Regions from separate parts of the Ovis aries genome. Here all the other regions are linked to region 1. Evidence: chromatin contacts called from public Hi-C data. All regions are on one chromosome and are shown on one strand. Each heading gives the region's core, a stretch centred on a gene start, on an enhancer-like site or on the middle of the called end of the contact. The rest is flanking DNA. Distances are from core to core; before and after follow the strand shown. Region 1 overlaps CCN4 (cellular communication network factor 4). Region 2 has its middle 51 kb from the start of NDRG1. Region 3 has its middle 97 kb from the start of ST3GAL1.

Region 1 (3,102 bases), core at 57-2,556:
AGTCACCTCTTTACTCAACATAGCCTCTCGGTTCCCCCTTATCATGAGTCTCCATGTAGCTTCTTTCCTTGCAATTGGAAAGAAGATGGTGGATTTCAGGATACTGGAATAAATATGACATGGGCCTAGGGTTCTCCAGTCACAGAGGTCTACAGACATTGGAATAAATAAGGTTCAACAAGGAGAACAGACTTCTTCAGAAGTGTTAAATGTCCACATCCATTGTGAAATTCCAAAAACAGAGCTATCATAGGAAGACACAGTGAATACTTTTTTCCAGGCAGATTTTTACCCAGTCACCCACCTGCACACCATACACACACAGACACAGACACACACACAGACACACACACACACACACACACACACACACACAATTCCCCCATGTTCTATGGAACATCTTCTCAGAAATACTGCCATAGTGTCTAAATTCATGGAACCCTAATGCAATAAAGAAGAGAGTCCAGGGTCTGAAAATGATAGAGAAGGAGATATTGGGGGCCAGAGGGGAAAAAGAAAGAAGAAGTTATTTACATAGAAAAATCTGTTAGCAAATGGCCAACAACCAACGGACATTCCCCAGGGCAGGCTAAATCTGTCCTTAGAGATGTGCTTGTAATTAGGCCAGGACAAGGCAATAAAAAGCAAGTTGCAACACTGCCGTAAATGACTCAAAGAGGGGATGGTGGGGACTATGGCAAACTAATGAACGTAAACTTTAGCCACTGAGGTCAGGCAGAAGAGGGAGCCTGATCTGGTCTAGTCTACTTACCTTTCAAGAGAATCCAGAAAACAAAATCCAGGTTCATGTATGATTTGTAATTCTGGCAACGCATTCAAGACATTTTTAAAAAAACACTCTGTGGGCCAAGCTAAATCATCTGTGGGCAGAGAGTGACCTCTGAATTAAACTGTTTGGCTATTTTGGTTGTGCAAACATGAGTTTGCATTCAGTGCAGCTGGGTCAGGATTGAGGGCAGTGTGGTTTGCTGGAAGGATCATGAAATTTACAGGCAGACAGACTTGGGTTTTTGAATCGTGGCTCTGCCACTTGCTGGCTACGTGACCATGGGCACATCACTTAAGGAGCTTGATCGAACCAACTCTGTATGATGGTTGAGGCTAAACAAAGAATTTCACAAGAGCCTAAAATGTGATCAGTTGCTCTTGAATATTCCTTCAGATTTCCTTTGTAAACGTTCCCTTAGCTTTGTCCAGGGTTATCCTCAGAGTTTGGGGGGCAGGGCTAGTTTTAAGCTCTGATTCTCCCGTCTGATGAGTAAAGGAACAGAAAACCCATGCGTTGTGTTTGAAGCTAGACAGCCTAAGTTCAAACCTCAGCAACATAATCAACTAACACAATGGGTTTAGGGAAACTGCTTAACCTTTTTAAATGTCAGTTTCCTCATCAAGGAAAATGCAATGAATAATGCCTACCTTTTTGGGTGGTTTGGATGTCAAGTGCCTGATACATGGGAGAAGCCCAATACAGAGGAGGGCTAACCCCACCTGATATCCATCCCTCTACCCACTGATTCATTCACTCATAATGAACATAGGTTAGTGATAGCACATCAGTGGAGTTACAACAAGGCATGGCCCACTGTCCTTGCTCCCAGGAAGCTGACCAGGGGTGCAGCGAGAAGAGTAAAGGTCTGGATGGCACAGCAAGGCGACTTGAATTCCCAGAAGTCCCTCAATAAGAGGAAAGCCCACCAGGTCATGCTTGAATGGACCCGAGAGTCTGAATGGTGAAGGAGGCTCGGCCAGCTTCCCCATCTGATCAGAAGCTCGTCCTTCAATCAGCTATAAAAAAATTGAATAAGGAAGGGGTGCCAGAGTCCACTGGTGGGGCCATCACAGCCACCCACCATCCATCTTTGCCCCCACCTCCCAAACCTCCCAGGAGACTGTGAACAACTTCTGGAGGCAAATGGTCCCAATCTTGGCTGCAAACTGGATTCACGTGCGGAGCTAACAAGGTCAAAAAATAAAAAGCAAAACTACCCAAGCCCAGGTCCACCCCCAGGTACTGGGGCGTGGTGTGGGCATCATGATTTTAAAGAGCTCCCCTGGGGTAGTACCATTGTGTCGCTGGCAATGAGAGCTACTGTGCTAAGGCTCCCAGCACCCAGCAGTGCCCTCGCCACCCAAAGTTCCCACACCCAGGGGCAGAGACTGGCTTCAGCACTCCATCTCCCATCCACCCACACACACGAGCACACTCTCTCCCTGGAGTGAGAGGGTGAGGCCAGGCTGACTCAGAACAAAAGATGAGTGATTCACTAGGTGATTCACTCACTGTTTTGCTTTCCTATTTCCCCTCTTTTATTGGTATCCGATGGAAGGAAATGGACAGTGGAGTCAGAGCTTGGGGGGGGGGGGGCGGTGCAGCTTCTTCAGACACCAGCTGGGGGGCCTTGAGAAGATGAATCACTGTTCCCCTCACCCACCCAGCTCCCCTCTCTGCCAAAGAAAGAAAACAAAGCTCTTCTAGGACAGTCACCTCGAGACTGCTTGAGATCACTTATCAGATGGTGCCTGGCTCCAGATCGGACGGGCAGTGTTAGCGCCCTTCCTGTTGGTCCCTCCCCCCCCCAGATCAGTCACCTCCCAGGAAAACCAGCAGTCACCCCAGCATCGCCACAGGCTGCAATCCTGTCCCCTCTGCTCCGCTGAGCTGAGCGCTGTCACTTTAGGTGTGTGACTCAACCTCACTGAGATGCAAGTTAGCAGCAGGTGAAAATGCAGGTGATGACATGGTCGCTTTTCCTTCTGCGATGAAGTCAGCAATGCAAGGAAGCCTAACACAAAGCAGGTCAGGTGACCAAGCACCTTCCCTCCTGTGAGATACAGAGATGATGGTGGTGGTGATAGTTCGGCTTCAGGTGAATCCAGGAGATACGCCAGGACTACTGGCAGACAGCTCTCCTGGGGTGAGTACCCTGGCTGCCCTGGGCTCTCTGTCTGCACTTCTAGACACTGTCCTCAGAATGGGACTGACATGGAAGGCTGGGATGCTGGTCGGAGCCCAGTATCCCCACATCTTTCTTGGAGCTCCAAGCTTGCAGAACCGGCTCCACTCTGAAGTCAACAAGGCAT
Region 2 (3,484 bases), core at 1-2,500, 130 kb after region 1:
GGGACTCATAGTTTTTCAGGGCATAAGCCCACTGGGTCCCCCTTTGTCTGGGACAGCAATAAAGCTTTTCTTTTCTACTTCACCCCAAACCCTGTCTCCAAGATTTGATTTGACCCTGGTGCACAGAGGCTGAGTTTTTGGCACCAGAACCAGGGAATAAGTCAATGAAGTTCAGAACCTCCTCCTGCTCTCACTGTGACCCAACCAGGCACCTACTCTCTGCATGCCCTCTGTCACTCACTGCCTTTCAGTCATTTAACAAACATTTCTGAGGGCTAATTAAGAACTGGAGACACAATGGGAAGCAAAGCCAGGAAGTCTCCAGCCCACACAGAGCAGAGTCTAGAGGGGGAGACAAACAAAACCCAAATAAACAAGGTGGCTCTAACAGCGACAAGCATTTTGCCAAGTGAAAAAAGAGCCAGTGAGGTTCCTCGGCAGTCAGGAAGCCCCCTTCCACCTCCCACCCTCCACATCATTTCATCCTGAGGACACACTTAGCAGTAGGAAGAAGATGGACTATGCCCATTCAACAGAGAGGCAAACTAAGAGAGGTGGGGGATAGGTAAGACCCTCCCAGTTCCTCCAGAATCTTCCAAAAGACCAAGCCGGGCATAGCTGCCCAACAAGAACCTGGGTCCCTTCCCTCCTGAGGCTCTCCCACAGCACCCCCAGCCCCACCAGCCTCTCCATCAGAATTCAGGGAGGCCTTTGCACCCTCTGAGCTCCACTTGTTTTTAGCAGCCTGTAGGACAGGGCAGAACAACCTTATCTATGGCCATTTTCAGGTGTGCCAACTTGCATTTCACAGAGAAAGGACTGAGCCCAGAGTCCCTGCGGCGGGATGGCCCGGCCTGGCACCAAAGCTCCCTCTGCCTCAGGATAAAATTACAGGTCTCTCTCCCACGTGGAGCCGCGGGCTCCAGAAGGCCTGGGCAGGGTCTGGGCGCCTGAACCCCAAGAGGGCCCTTAGCTGGTGCTCCTACATCGGGGTCTTCTCCTGTTGGAGCTGCCCCGCAGCGGAGGGGAACTGCTGCGGGAAACCGCCACCACCTTCCCCTCCATCCTGCCCGCCTGAGTCCGGGATGGGACGTGCTGAGCTTCACGCACCTCCCAAGAATCCCTCTAGACCGAGAGGTGACTCAGCGCCCCGTGAGCCAGGCTTCCTCCGCCAGATGTGGGGCGGCGCCCCGGGAGGGCGTGGTCATCGGGAGGGCAGGGCCGCAGTGAGGGCGTGGTCCCCAGAGAGGGCCGGGCAGTGGAGGTTGGGGCTCCAGGGCCTGGGCCCCGGAGGGAGAGGCCGCCCTTCCCTGAGCGGGAACACGTGGCCCGCCACTGCACCTGCTCCGCCAGTCAGGACTTGCCTCCACTGCGGCTCCCTCCAGTTTCCTTCTTTCCTAGGAGGGACCGCTAGGTCTGTCCTGTCCGTGGTCCTGCCACCCTCACTTCCCGGGCATTCACGCAGGCGGGTGAGGGTTGGGCGGCGGGGTTGCTGCGCTAAGGACTCCTGCAGAGAGAGCTTCCTCCTGCCATCCTCTCTGTAGTCCTGCCAGGCCAGCAGGGGGAAACTGAAGCTCGAAGAGGGAGGTGACTTGTGCAGGAGTTGAGATTCAAAGCCAGCTCAGTCAGACCGAAAGACTATGAGCATTCCCCAGGGTGGTCACGCTGAGTGGGGAGTTGGGGTCCCTTTGGGGACTATTGACAGGCAACTTCCTTGTGCCCATTTTACAGACAGGGAGACTGAGATACAAGGAAGGGAAGTAGCTGGTGGGGGAGAAACGAGACACCATGACATTGCCCTAGGACAGGACCATGTTTCCCTCTCTGCTCCTTCTTGGGGTTGCTGCTCTGGCTGACAGGGGTAGGGGTCTACCCAGAGACGGGATGGTGAACGAATGAATGAATGAGTGAACGAATGAATGAATGAGTGAACGAATGAGTGAGGTGCTGGGACTGCACTGCCCATATGATAGTTTGCATGTGGTTTTGGAGCACTTGTGTGACCAGAGAAACCGAAGAATTGAGTTTTTCACTGGATTTCATTTTAATTTGTTAAAAGGAACATTTAAAAGCCAATATACCCAATGCAGATAGTGGAAAAGTTTGAAGTGTGTTTGGAATGAGTTAAGTATGTGAACCTACTTCTTCCGACTGCAGATTTTATGAAATCTAAATACAGATCAAGTACTTGAGATGAAAATTTAGCCTCTGAATAGAGATGAATTCTACACAGTGTGAAATACACACCAGATTTCAAAGACTCAGAAGGCAAAACAGAATATAAAAAAATCTCAATATTTTTTTGTGTTAACTACATGTTGAAATCATGTTGAGGCTATTGGGTTAAATAAAAATTTTAATTTTGAGTTAATTTCATTTGCTTCTTTTCACTTGTTAAAACATGGTTGCTAGAACATGGAAGCCTATACGCTACCATGTGTAAAACCGATTACCAATGGAAATTTGCTGTACGACTCAGGGAACTGAAATGGGGGCTCTGTAACAACCTAGAGGGGTGGGAAGGGGTGGGAGGTGGAAGTGAGGTTCAAGAGGGAGGGGACACATGTATACCTATGGCTGACTCATGTCGATGTATGGTAGAGGCCCACAAAATACCATGAAGCAATTTTCCTTCAATTAAAAATAAACAAATTGGGGGGGGAAACATGGTTACTAGAATATTTCATGCATTATAGTTCTGTTGGAGAGCTTGGTGTGTGTGTGTGGAGGGTGGGGGGTGACTTGGTCAGGATAATTTCACCTCTTTTCTGAAGAACTTTGCATCTTTAAATTCAGAGAGGCCAAGAGACTTGCCCAAGGTCACACAGCAGCAAGTGGCAGAACCAGGACAAGAGAATATGCATATCCTGACAGTCTGCCAGTTCCCTTCCCACTTTAGGCTTTAATCGTAGCTTATCCAGCAGGCCCAGCTCTAAGTGCTACCCCATTACCTCACTTAATCCACCCACCTCCCTAAGAGGGACTCTCGTTACCCCAGTTCTAAGACTAACAAACAGAAAGGTTTTGTTCCTTACCCAGTTTCCTATGGTTAGAAGTCAGCAGAGTTGGGAGGCACTTTGGAGTCTGGATTCTGAAGCTTAAATGCTATGAGAACAAGGGGCTTCCCTAGTGGCTCAGTGGTGAAGAATCCACCTGTCAGTGCAGGAGACACAGGTTCAATCCCTGAGCTGGGAAGATCCCACATGCCTTGGAGCAATTAACACCACACACCACAACTATTGAGCCTGTGCTATAGAGCCCGGGAGCCACAACTACTGGGAGCTTTAGGGGATGGTTCCGGTCAAGGCCTGGGGAGGGACTTCAGGGAGTGAGCTTAGGTTCCAGATCCCAGGTGCAAGACTGCTAGAGCCAGGTGTGAGATGACAAGCTCCAAGGGTGATGCCGAGAAGAAAGGGCATAGAAACAGTTACAGAGTCTGGCTGCGAAACCAGCTTATCAGATGGGCATTGGGCCAAAGCAGGGG
Region 3 (3,211 bases), core at 589-3,088, 180 kb after region 1:
CTCCTGCATTGCAGGCAGACTCTTTAGCATCTGAGCCACCCCGGGAAGTACCTAATGCATATTAACTTTCCTTCTATTCTTTTAACTAAGTAAGTAATATTTATTTTTGGTGGAACGGGGTCTTTGTTGCTGCTCGTGGGCTTTGTCTAGCTGCGGCAAGCGGGGGCGATCTTCTCTGTGGGGCGCCGATTCGCCACCACAGTGGCTTCTCTTGTTGCAAAGCATGAGCTGTAGGGAGCATGGGGCAGTGGTTGCAGCCCTTGGGCTCTTCCCGGACCAGGGGTCGAACCTGTGTCCCCCGCATTCACAGGTGGAGTCTCAACCACTGGACCACCAGAGAAGCCCCTTTCATTCTGTATAAATAGAATGAATTCCCAAAGGCCCACATGGTCAACCAACACAAGTTTTAAGAGTCTTCTCTGTACCTGGTACTGTGCTTGTAGTTTGGAATTCCAAAGAGAAGAAACAGACTGCGTTCCTGGGCTTAGGGAACTTTTGTTTGTGACTTTGGGCGAGTGGCATCCTTCGGTGTCGAAGCTTGAGACACATCGATTTTGCCCAGGTCCCCCAGTGTACAGACCTGATAACAGGGATGCGGGACCCCGTGTGTAGCCACTACTGCCATGTTGCCTGCAAGAATGGGAGTGGCCTGGCTTCACTGGCAAAACCCACCCTCTCTTCCCAGTGTGCTTTCCCTGATGCCCAAATTACTCTTAGCATCTCCCTGAGTAGTTCGGTGGACTTGCTGAGGCAGCTGCCAGGAAGAGCTCCCTTCCCCCAGGAGACAGCTGCTCATGCCATCGCTGGGCTGTCTACCCTGGGACGGGCCATCTTGCACAGAAGGAGCCAGACAAAGGTGGCAGAAGCAGCCACCCAGACACACCAAGCTCCTAGTCTGCACACCAGCCCTTGTGATAACAGAAGGCATGGATGAAGACTGGGCTGAACAGCCTTGATTCCACTACCCCCTGTCTCTGGGGCCCCTCCCTAGGCTCTGGGCTGACCTGTCTGCATTTTGCTGAGCCTGCAGAAGGGAGCGCTCCACCCAGGCACCCTCAGGACTCTGGGGCCCTCTCACCAGTCAGCTCCCTGATGTCCATGACGTCGAGGAAGACATGGGTGGACATACTGCTCCTCTGCTATCCCAGATGGTCCCCCACATTCCCAGCCTCCCCGGCAGTTCACATGGGTAGATCACGTTGGCCAGTAGCCTGTGAGTGGAAGTGATGGGTGTGGACTCCAAGTTAAGAACTAGTGAGTCATCTCCACCCCCTCGTCCCTTTGCCAGTGACCTTGAAGACTGTGGATTGAAGTTGAGGTCGGCACAGTCACAAGACGAAGACAGTGGGGGAGCCTGAATGGACGGCCAAACCCACCAGCCTCTGACCCAGCAAGAAATAAGCCTCTGCCGCTTTGCCCTAAGTCACTGGGGTCTGTGGGCTTATTTGTTACTGTAGCACCAGCCTGTCGCATGCTGACTGATGCAGTCACGTCTGATCTTGAACCGTCTAACCCCTCATGGAGTTTGTGACCACAGGCAAGTAACTAACAGGCTCTGAGCCTCAAGTCTTCCCTGGAAGTGGTAGCACTAACTCATCCGTGGGGGCTCTTGTGAGAACTGAATGAGAAAAAGCATAATGAATGCCTGGAGCAGAGACAGGACTCAGAAAATGTGGGGCTGCCCTCTTGCCTTTCTGTAGACTTTGTCTTTTGGTACCCATTCTACAGATTGAGAAGCTGAGGTTCTAAGAAATCAGGTTTATCCTGTAAGTTACAAGGCTAATGAGTCACAGAAAGGGCGGGAGTCTTAAGCTAGCGAAATCTGAGGTCCAGAGGTCCAGCAGACCATGGGGAGAGCTAAGCTGTGTGACAATGTGACATCATTTAAAGCTTTTTAGCCAGTCCACACTTGCTGGGGTTTTGACCTTTTCCGACTGCGTCCAGCCTTTTCCTCTTGACCCAATTCTCTTGGCGAAGTGACAGAGATCTCAATGTCCTTATCTGGAGGGTGTGGACTTGATAATTCTCAATGCCAAGTCTTTTTTTTCCAGGCAAAGCTATATTGGGGCCACTACCGAAGCAGGGAGGGAAGCAAGAACAATCAACAGTTTCCCTTGCTTGCTGGCTCACTCCCTGAGGAGGGTTGAGCTGGTTCCTAAGATGGGGTGAGGGTAGGGGTGTGTCCTGGGGTCAGGCTGGAGAGGTGGTTTGCCCACCCCTTAGGAGGTGGTGTGTATGTGTTGGCAGGGGCGGCGAGAGGTGGGTGGCGGGGGGTGGGGTGGTGGCATGCATAGCCACTTGCTTTTGCCTCTGTCTCTTCAAAAGTGGTAATTGGTTTTGTTGTTGTTGTTGTTGTTTTTTTTTTTAGTGTCTTTGTATCTTTTGTCCAGAATTTGTCCCAACTAATCAATGCCAAGTCATTTTAAATCCTGACCTGGGTGTGTGTTTTCTCATACCATTTTCAGACACTCTGTGTTGACGATCTGGCCGAAGGCGATTCCACTGCGCCCTCTGGTGGCCAGTGTCTCTCAGTGTTCGGGTCCAGCTCTTGACCAAGGTCACCGTGGAATGTGGGCAGCTCCCAGGTCAGGGCAAACCAGGCTGTTGGGGGGCGCATCTCCAAATTACTTCATTTTGGAGCAGAGCAGACAGTTCCCTGTCCACACACTCTGGTGGGGATCTCAGCACCTTGCTTTTGGAGTCCTGGCTCTCCCCGCTCCTTCACTGGCAGGCGACTTCATCTCCTGGAATCTGTTTCCTTGTTAAATTCTCTTCTTCCAGAAACAGTGCCTCTTGGCAGGATTGCTGGCGGATTAAATGAGACTAATGTAGGCAAAGCCCTTAACCCCCGTTGACAGCATGTGAAAGGGAGTTATGATCATCATTAAGAAGCTCCCATGTTTTCTGGCGTTGCTGTCTCCCTGGCATAAGACTGTGACCTTCCGATGTCAGGGAAACTGTCTTGCCCATCCCCAGCCCCCAGTGGCTCTTGGTACATATTTATCAAATGACATGTATATATAAATATATATATATAACATTGGGCTTCCCAGGTGATGCTGTTGATAAAGAATCTGCCCACCAATGCAGGAGACATCAGATGTGGGTCTGATTCCTGAGTCGGGAAGAGCCCCTGGAGGAGAGCATGGCAACCCACTCCAGTATTCTTGCCTGGAGAATCCCATGGACAGAGGAACCTAGAGGGCTATGG

Evidence for each region. Hi-C and Micro-C count contacts between places; a contact is called where the count stands out from the background.
Region 2: a contact with region 1 is called in a Hi-C map of tail adipose tissue, with 2.6 times the contacts expected there. The contact joins two enhancer-like sites. A contact is called at or near these places in 2 of 16 Hi-C or Micro-C datasets (both in tail adipose tissue).
Region 3: a Hi-C map of tail adipose tissue shows a contact between it and region 1, with 7 times the contacts expected there. The contact joins two enhancer-like sites. A contact is called at or near these places in 14 of 16 Hi-C or Micro-C datasets (blood, hypothalamus, liver and 6 more).

Annotation. Positions count from the first base shown.
Region 1 is chr9:21,240,560-21,243,661 of ARS-UI_Ramb_v3.0, reverse strand. All of the region lies in intron 2 of CCN4 (cellular communication network factor 4), which reads left to right. Among named protein-coding and RNA genes, the nearest start is that of CCN4, 23 kb to the left of the region's middle. Within about 2 kb of position 1,306, at least 12 of the 54 cell types and tissues checked have an H3K27ac peak or open chromatin away from gene starts, as enhancers often do. A contact at or near this core is called in tail adipose tissue, where this site is marked.
Region 2 is chr9:21,111,702-21,115,185 of ARS-UI_Ramb_v3.0, reverse strand. No RefSeq gene overlaps it. Among named protein-coding and RNA genes, the nearest start is that of NDRG1, 51 kb to the left of the region's middle. Within about 2 kb of position 1,250, at least 38 of the 54 cell types and tissues checked have an H3K27ac peak or open chromatin away from gene starts, as enhancers often do. A contact at or near this core is called in tail adipose tissue, where this site is marked.
Region 3 is chr9:21,055,983-21,059,193 of ARS-UI_Ramb_v3.0, reverse strand. No RefSeq gene overlaps it. Among named protein-coding and RNA genes, the nearest start is that of ST3GAL1, 97 kb to the right of the region's middle. Within about 2 kb of position 1,838, at least 12 of the 54 cell types and tissues checked have an H3K27ac peak or open chromatin away from gene starts, as enhancers often do. A contact at or near this core is called in tail adipose tissue, where this site is marked.